Linked DNA regions of Mus musculus: region 2 is linked to region 1. The links are chromatin contacts, called in public promoter capture Hi-C maps. All regions are on one chromosome and are shown on one strand. The core of a region is the stretch at or near the end of the contact, and the rest is flanking DNA. Distances in the headings are between cores, read along the strand shown. Region 1 holds the start of Dok2 (docking protein 2). Region 2 holds the start of Fndc3a (fibronectin type III domain containing 3A).

Region 1 (3,622 bases), core at 801-3,300:
CCGTGATGAGCCTAGAAAGCACAAAGAAAGCCAGAACTGGGCCTCCCTTATCAGCACCGCATTTCCCTATTCACAGGACGCCCTGCACTGCCAAACAGACACGAAGCAATTCTCTCCTCCCACAATCACTTCACGCCCCACAAAGAGAGAGTCAAACCGAGACCCTCAGCCTCAGTCAGGGCAGGCTGAGCCAAGGCAGACACTGGGGTAGGCCGGGTTCCAACGACCTTGAGCCACACCAAGAAGCCAGGAAGAGACGCTGATAAGCTGGGCCCAGGGTAACCACAAGGCAGGAAGACCACAAGCCAGCCCATGCCTCCTCCCTCCCGCACCATAGGCCCCTCAGCCCCAACTCTCACCTGTGGTGGAGCTGCTATACAACTCGTTCTCCTCCATGCAGGGACTGCCGCTCTTTTCCTCCAGTCCTGGTGACCCTTTCCTCTGTCCCTGAGGAGGCAGGTCCCGGGTCTTAGCACCAGAACCCACCCCAAGGCTCTCTGACATTCGCTTTCAGTGCACACCCAGCCAGCTGGTTCTGGGTGCACTTCAAACTGGGCTCCCTTAAGGAAGAACTCCCCTAAAAAAGAGTTTTGGTTCTTCTACCACCTGTCCACAGGAAGTATCTAAGTAACATCGCCCTCCCCTGGTGGCCGCCCTCCCCTGGGCCACTTTGTACCCCTCACCGGGAAAGCCAACAGGCAGATGGCCTGTATCCAGTCACTGCGCTCTGCCGAGGGGGCTGCCAGTAGGTACAGGCGCTCCTTGGTCTCCAGGATGAAGGCACTGGTGTCCCGGGGGCTGCTGGCCTCACTGCCTACCTCTGCTACCCGTAAGCAGTCACTGAGGCGGACAACCTTCCGAGTGGCCTCTCCTCGCCGTGTCTTCTCGGGGACATCCTGGAGCTCTAGTCTGGCTAGGGCACAGCCAGACTCTCCATATAACACGGCTGCGAACCGGCGCCACTTCTGAGCCCAGGTATGCCACGTAGAGGCCAAGTGGGAACCATCGGAGATGGAGAGATGGTCATGAAAGGGGAGAAGAGGAACTGTGGGAGAGGTAGAGGGGCTGGGGCAGCCACACAGGATGGGGAGAATGGCAAACATCACAGCCAGTCAGAGAGGCCCGAGAAGACAACAGAGACCATGGAATGACAGAGCTGACCAAGATCCGCAGGCTAGCCAAAGGCCACAGTAAATGTCCAATGGATGCAGAGTCCAGGAAGATGACAGGCCCATCAGCCAGGTAGTGGGAACAAAAGTCACTGAGCCCAGAGATGAACAGTGAGGGGAGAGTAGCCTAGACCAGGGACAAGTCTTCATTTCATAGGAAGGTTCTGGCTCCAAAATTTCCCACCTCCTCTCCTTTTTTGTCTCACTGATTAAGGAGTTGGACCATGAGAGACAAACAAAGAAACAGAGACCTAGACAGGGTGAGGTGGGTGTTGGGGTAAGCACAGCTGGGTAACAGCAGGAGGCAGAAGAGCTTCCCCTTCAAAGAGGCTAGGGAAGGAAGAGGTTGGAACACCCTGGGGCCACAGCTCAGTAGCAGTCAAAGGTGAGAGGGACCTCTGCTGTCATCCCAAACTGACTGGCCCCCAACTCTTCCTTCCGTACCCGCCCAAGGTACCCCCAAATTCAATACTGAGCAAGGGAACAAAAAGAGAGAGAGATAATGTCAGAATCTGCTTCCTCCCCCACAAGCAAGGACAAACAGCCCTCAGCAAAGAGCGATCCAGAGCCTGGTTTAGAAGGCAAGGCACGTTGAGAAGGCAGACATCTTCCCCAAGTAGTGTTCTTGTCTAAACTGGTGGAGCACATGGTCTCATAAGGGTCAGGGATATTAAGACACCCTTCTACCCGGGATAGTAACAGGGCCCTCCCCCAAGCTGCTCCGCCCAGCGAGAGCCCAGCCTTACTCTTACCTTGCCAAAGGTCTGCTGCTGCTGAAGATGCAGGAAGCCCTGCTTCACAGCTGGCTCCTCCATCCTGACCATCGCAGCTTCAGCTCCCCACTGCCATTGCCTCTGCCCTCTCTCTTCTCTCTTCTGGGCCTGTTCCCCCTTCTCTCTAGTTCATTTCCTCTCTGACTAGAGTTTTTCTACACTATTCTAGTCTGCTTGATGACGACAGGCTGATAGGCCCTGTGGTTTCTTGCTCTGTGTGCGCCTTTTTTTTTTTTTAAGTGCACTTCACGAGCAAGCTTCCTTCCTGCATTTCCAGTGAGTAACATGCAATTTCCAAAAAAAGCCAAATTTCACACTTCTGCAGAAGCTGGTGTGAAGGACTGAGCCATAAGAACAAAGAGACCCCAAAATCAAGTTGTTCAAGAAAGTCCGGGGTGAGGGCTCTACATTCAGGCAGGATGCTGAGTGTGTCAGGGCTGGAAAAGCCCTTTGGAATCAATCACCATAACCTACTCATTGAAAAGAGAAAACTGGGGCTGGAGAGGTGGCTCAGCGGTTAAGAGCACTGACTGCTCCTCCAGAGGTCCTGAGTTCAAATCCCAGCAACCACATGGTGGCTCTGTAATGGGGTCTGATGACCTCTTCTGATGTTCCTGAACGGAGCAATGTACACGTACTCATATGCATAAAATAAGTAAATAAATCTTGAAAGAAAGAAAAAAGAAAGAAAGAGAGAAAGAAAGAGAGAAAAAAAGAAAAGAAAAGAAAAGTAAAGAAAAGAAAAGAAAAAAAAAGAAAAGGAGATAGAGATGGTCTGAAGGGCCTATAAGGCTAACACCCAGAACCCAAGTCTCCCAGCTCAAGCAAAGATGAGCCATATACTGGGTAAATTACAGATAGATAAAACATGTGTGTGTGTGTGTGTGTGTGTGCACGCACACACACACAACACGCACCAGTCCCATTGTATGAAAGTATTTCCTGCCTGCCAAAAACACATACAATACACAAGTCTGTGGTGAATCTAGCAATAAGAACAACATACAATACACAAGTCTGTGGTGAATCTAGAAATAAGAACATTCTCTCTAGAAAAAGATTTCCTCCCCAAGTCTAACTCAGCTGTTGGCTTCCTTCCTCACTTGGGTTCAAGTGGGACTTACCTTAAACTGTGGGAACTTCAGAACTTCCAATTCTTCTATGCGTGCCAAGCCTGGTGTAGCACTGGTGGAGACAGAGCGACATGTAGCCCCTGGTGTGAGCCTCCACAAGTGTCAATGGCTGCTGTGAGAGGGAGACTTGTTTGTGTAGTGCATATTTTCACTCTGAGGAATGTCCTCTGTTTCAATGTTAATGACTCCATGCTAATCAGAGACAGCGTGAGTCCAGGAAGCGAAAGTGAGGCCTGGAGGCAAAGGTGAGGTGGCTATGTCTCCAGAAAAATGGTAAATGCTGAGACTTTCAGGACAGCCCTTGAGGCTATGGGAAAGAACTCTAAATACATGAGTTCAGTATATATATATATATAGTTTCTCAACTATGCAAAATATAGGGATGCGATATGAATTACAAGGAATGAATTCATGAATCTAAAGGAATAAAGGCAGCCACACTATGAGTCAGCTTATCAGGCAGATTCCTGAGCTCCAGGTCAGCCTAGGACAGAGGGAGGTTAGGCCCAGGTGTGGTCAGGGCAGTGTCTCACCTAACTCTCTTATT
Region 2 (3,622 bases), core at 404-2,903, 1.9 Mb before region 1:
TATTTTTTGTCTACCACTGAATCATGGAACCAGAATCTTGAGGGAGTAGCGGTAGGATTCGGCATTTTTACGAAGTTTACAAGAGCAATGCTTTGGAAAATACTAGTTTGGAGTTAACTTTGGAGACTTTAGCCTCCAACCGAACAAGAGTTGGGCAGCAGTAAGGGGAAGCCACACAAGTCCTCCACATTCAGATATAAACTCTCCTATTGCAAAACAATGAGCAGTTATACTTCTGTTATTCCAAGCTCAGCTTTCCAGTAATTTTGTCTGGAAGAGGGCCAAAGCTGGAAGTTAAGAAAATGAAACATTTCTCTCAGGGAAAGGACTTTTGCCCCCTCTCCCCAACCCCCAAATATCTCAAGATGCAATTTGATAGAATCACTATCCTACTTGTTGACGGGAAGAAAAATAACCTCTCATTAGCTAGCTGTGGATACAAACATCGGATCAATCATTGCCTGCAGCCATAGCAAAAAGTAGGTGGAGAAGGAAGAAAGCGGGGCTTAAAAAACACCACCACAGGAAAATAGAAATGGTTAAAGTGGATGTACAGGCAGATGAACACAAGCCAAGTGAGGGGTCTTTAAGAAAAGTAAGAACACTGCAAATAAAACAGCACCAAGGTGGGGATTTTATACACTCGCGCACACCTCTGCAATCCCATGGGACTTTGGTACTGTCTGAGTATCTTATTTGATATTCAATGATCCACTAAGAATTTCATTATCCAGTTCTGTTTTGTTTTTTTCTTTTTTAAGAACGTAAGAAATTCGTACATCTTCGAGAGATTTCTGTCAAATGATTAAAAAAAAAAAAAAGATTGCCACCTTAAAACGCAGCGCAACCAATAAACTGAACTACAAGTCAGACGTGGAACCTGGTTTCATCAGTCACCAGTTTTGGCTGGACAGGGGGAGGACTCAGGTTCCCAAAGACGACCCTCTCCCTAAGGCTTCCGGTGAAACTGCAAAAGTAAGCAGTCCGGGCCGGCCCTCAGGCGCTACTGCAGCGTCCCCCCCACCGCCCCCCCATCGCTCGAGGCTTAAGGAAATTGTCGCCGCCTCCGCTTCGCTCTCCGCGGTGGCAGACGTCAAGGTAACGGGTTTCCACTAGATTCGGCTGGTCCGAGTCCAGAACCTTTAAGCTGTGCGTTTCTGAAAGACGTAAATCTGTTTCGTGGGTGCTAGAAAATGCCGGGGCTCTAACCGTCTGGGAGTGGGAAGGTCTGAGCCCACTTCGGGGCGCTTCCCCGTCCGGGGCTTGCCTCTAAAAGCACCTGCCGGCATCCTAAGTTCTGGGGCTTGCCGAGAGGGGCTGACACGGTTCGTCTCTGGGGGCGGTGGGTGGGGGGCGCTTTCTAAACTGCATTCGGAATGGCGTGTGGGGCCCCGGATACGTCAATCATCCGCACAGTTCCCGGGCTCTGGGAGAGCGGCACCGGAGCTCGCATGCCACACACACTTGCGGGCCCGGGAAGCCTCGGCTTGCGGGGCGGCGGGCGAGCGGGTTCGGGTGCGCGCGCTCGAGCTCGTGTGTGTGTGTGTGTGTGTGTGTGCGCGCGCGGGGGCTCCGGGTCCAGGCGGCCGGGGGCGCCGTCGGCGGGGCTCGCGCAGCCGCACTGGGCGCGCCGACTCCGGGCTCCTCCTCCCGGCTCCGTAGTAATCATGGCGGCGGCGGCATTCGCGGTCCCTCGGGTGAAACAGAAAGCGGGAGCTACGCGGAGAGGGAGCGAAGAGCGGGGCTGAGGCGGCGGCGCCGTCACTGCCGGGAAACACCCCTCCCCAACAACCCCCCTCCACAGCAGTCAGCGCAGCGGCGGCCGCGGGAGCCCCGGCCCACCGCCAAGCGAGTGAGAGGACGAGCCGGAGCCTCGCAGGAGAGACGCCCGGGGTGGGGGATCCGCCTTCCTTCGCTTCGGAGCGGCGGGATTCGGAGGTGAGAGCCGGCAGGGGGACGCCGGAGCCCGCGTCGGGGAAACCGTTAGGCTGGGGCTGCGGGCCGCGCCGCCGGAGGGCTGAGCCCGTCGGGGAGGGCGGGCGGACGGGCGACGCCCCCACGCGAGGCCGCGCCGTCCGCGGGGTGACGGACCCGGGACGCGGCGGGGACGTGCGCGACACCTGCCGGGGCTCGGCGACAGCGGAGCGCTGCCTGCGCACCTGAGGGTTAAATCCTCGAAAACACGCCCTTCGGGTCTGCGCCCGCCTGCCTGGCCGCCCGGGCGGCCGCCGCAGCCGGTGCCTGGCGGCTCCTCTTCCCCAGGTAAGGCAACCACCTGTTCGGTCGGTGGCGAGGAGGAAGGGAGGCTGCGGTGCTCGCCCAGCTCGGCAGCCTGCGTGGGTGAACTTTTGACACGACTCTGGGAAAGGGCGGCACGCGCTGGGTGAAGGAAAAGGAGCGAGTAATTTCGACGTCAGATCGCTAGCGCTTGCTGCTTTTACCGTGTGTGATAGGTAATTGTAGTTTTATTAAACTATCACCTTTCATAAAAAGCATTGGGGGGTATTCGTGTGTGTGTGTGTGTGTGTGTGTGTGTGAGAGAGAGAGAGAGAGAGAGAGAGAGAGAGAGAGAGAGAGGGAGGGAGAGAGAGAGAGAGATTGCTGAGGGTGCTAAGGATGGTGAGCTAGAGATTATTTATTTTAGTGAGACTGTAAGTTCCTTTGGGCACCTTCTCGGCTGTCCGTCTACTAACTGACAGTGGCAGGCGGACAAGGCTTTCCCTCTTTTTGTATTATAATCTTGAAGTGCTCACGGGTAGACTTTAAAAAACACCGAGCCACATAATGATGTTGCTGCATCCTATTGTGGTCTGTTTCAGTTCTTGAAACCCAAGTTTGTGCGTGTTGTAAGAAGCAAATAAGCATCGCCTCTCAGCCTCTTGGCTAAGATGAGTTGTAAGAATGAAAGAGCAGTTGAAGCTTTTCTGTAATATTTGAATCACTATGCTTTTGCCAGTATCAGTACGAAACATATGCCAGTCAAAACCGAGCCATATGTCAGACAGAAGCAAATTGAGATTTCTGGCTCATATCCCGTGTTTAGATAAATATTTAGTTTGTGTGTATTTGCGGAGTGTGTAATTCTTGTCATCTCGGAAATGTTGTTTAAGTCACCTAAAAATGTTCCAGAGAGATGACCCCCCTGCCTTCTTAACATTTTCTTGTTTAAATTGATTTTTTTTTTCTCAACTAATGAGATCAGTTACCCATGGAGACAGGTGTTGGGCCTATTGGAAAGCAATGATAAGGTCTTTTAAAACATGGCTTTTCGTTGGGTTTTTAAAAAAATTTAGTCCTCTTGTAATTTACCACTAATAACATCCTCTGAAGGGAGGAGAGAAGATAAGGGGATAGGGAGAAAAATCTTGTTTAGGTTTTACGTTTAAAAATTTTAGCATTTTCATATTAAATTTCTCTGTGTTGTTTTATCTTCATAGATCCTCTCCAGGCTTGCTTTGTAGGTTAAGTGGGACGTTTTTCTCTCAGGCTGCTTCCCTTTGGCCACCTGTATGCCTCTGCCTTAACTCTTTCCTTTTCCCCTTCTGTCTGAATCCTCGTCACCAGTGGTCAGGAAAAAGAAACTCATGCTTAATTAACACTAGCCTCAGGGAAGCATGATTGT

What was found. Promoter capture Hi-C pulls out the DNA fragments that hold promoters and counts their contacts.
Region 2: a contact with region 1 is called in a promoter capture Hi-C map of embryonic stem cells, with 6 times the contacts expected there. The contact joins the promoter of Fndc3a here to the promoter of Dok2 in region 1. A contact is called at or near these places in 5 of 39 promoter capture datasets (cranial neural crest, embryonic stem cells, hippocampal neurons and 2 more), 1 of 484 Hi-C or Micro-C datasets (CD4 T cells), 5 of 115 datasets of contacts at active chromatin or transcription factors (astrocytes, embryonic stem cells, large pre-B cells and 1 more) and 2 of 9 other capture datasets (adipose tissue and embryonic stem cells).

The regions. Positions count from the first base shown.
Region 1 is chr14:70,772,809-70,776,430 of GRCm38.p6, reverse strand. It overlaps Dok2 (docking protein 2), which reads right to left and starts at 2,050. Exons shown (of 5, transcript NM_010071.2): 1 at 1,922-2,050; 2 at 684-965; 3 at 360-447. The coding sequence starts at 1,993.
Region 2 is chr14:72,708,034-72,711,655 of GRCm38.p6, reverse strand. It overlaps Fndc3a (fibronectin type III domain containing 3A), which reads left to right and starts at 1,653. Exons shown (of 26, transcript NM_207636.2): 1 at 1,653-1,938.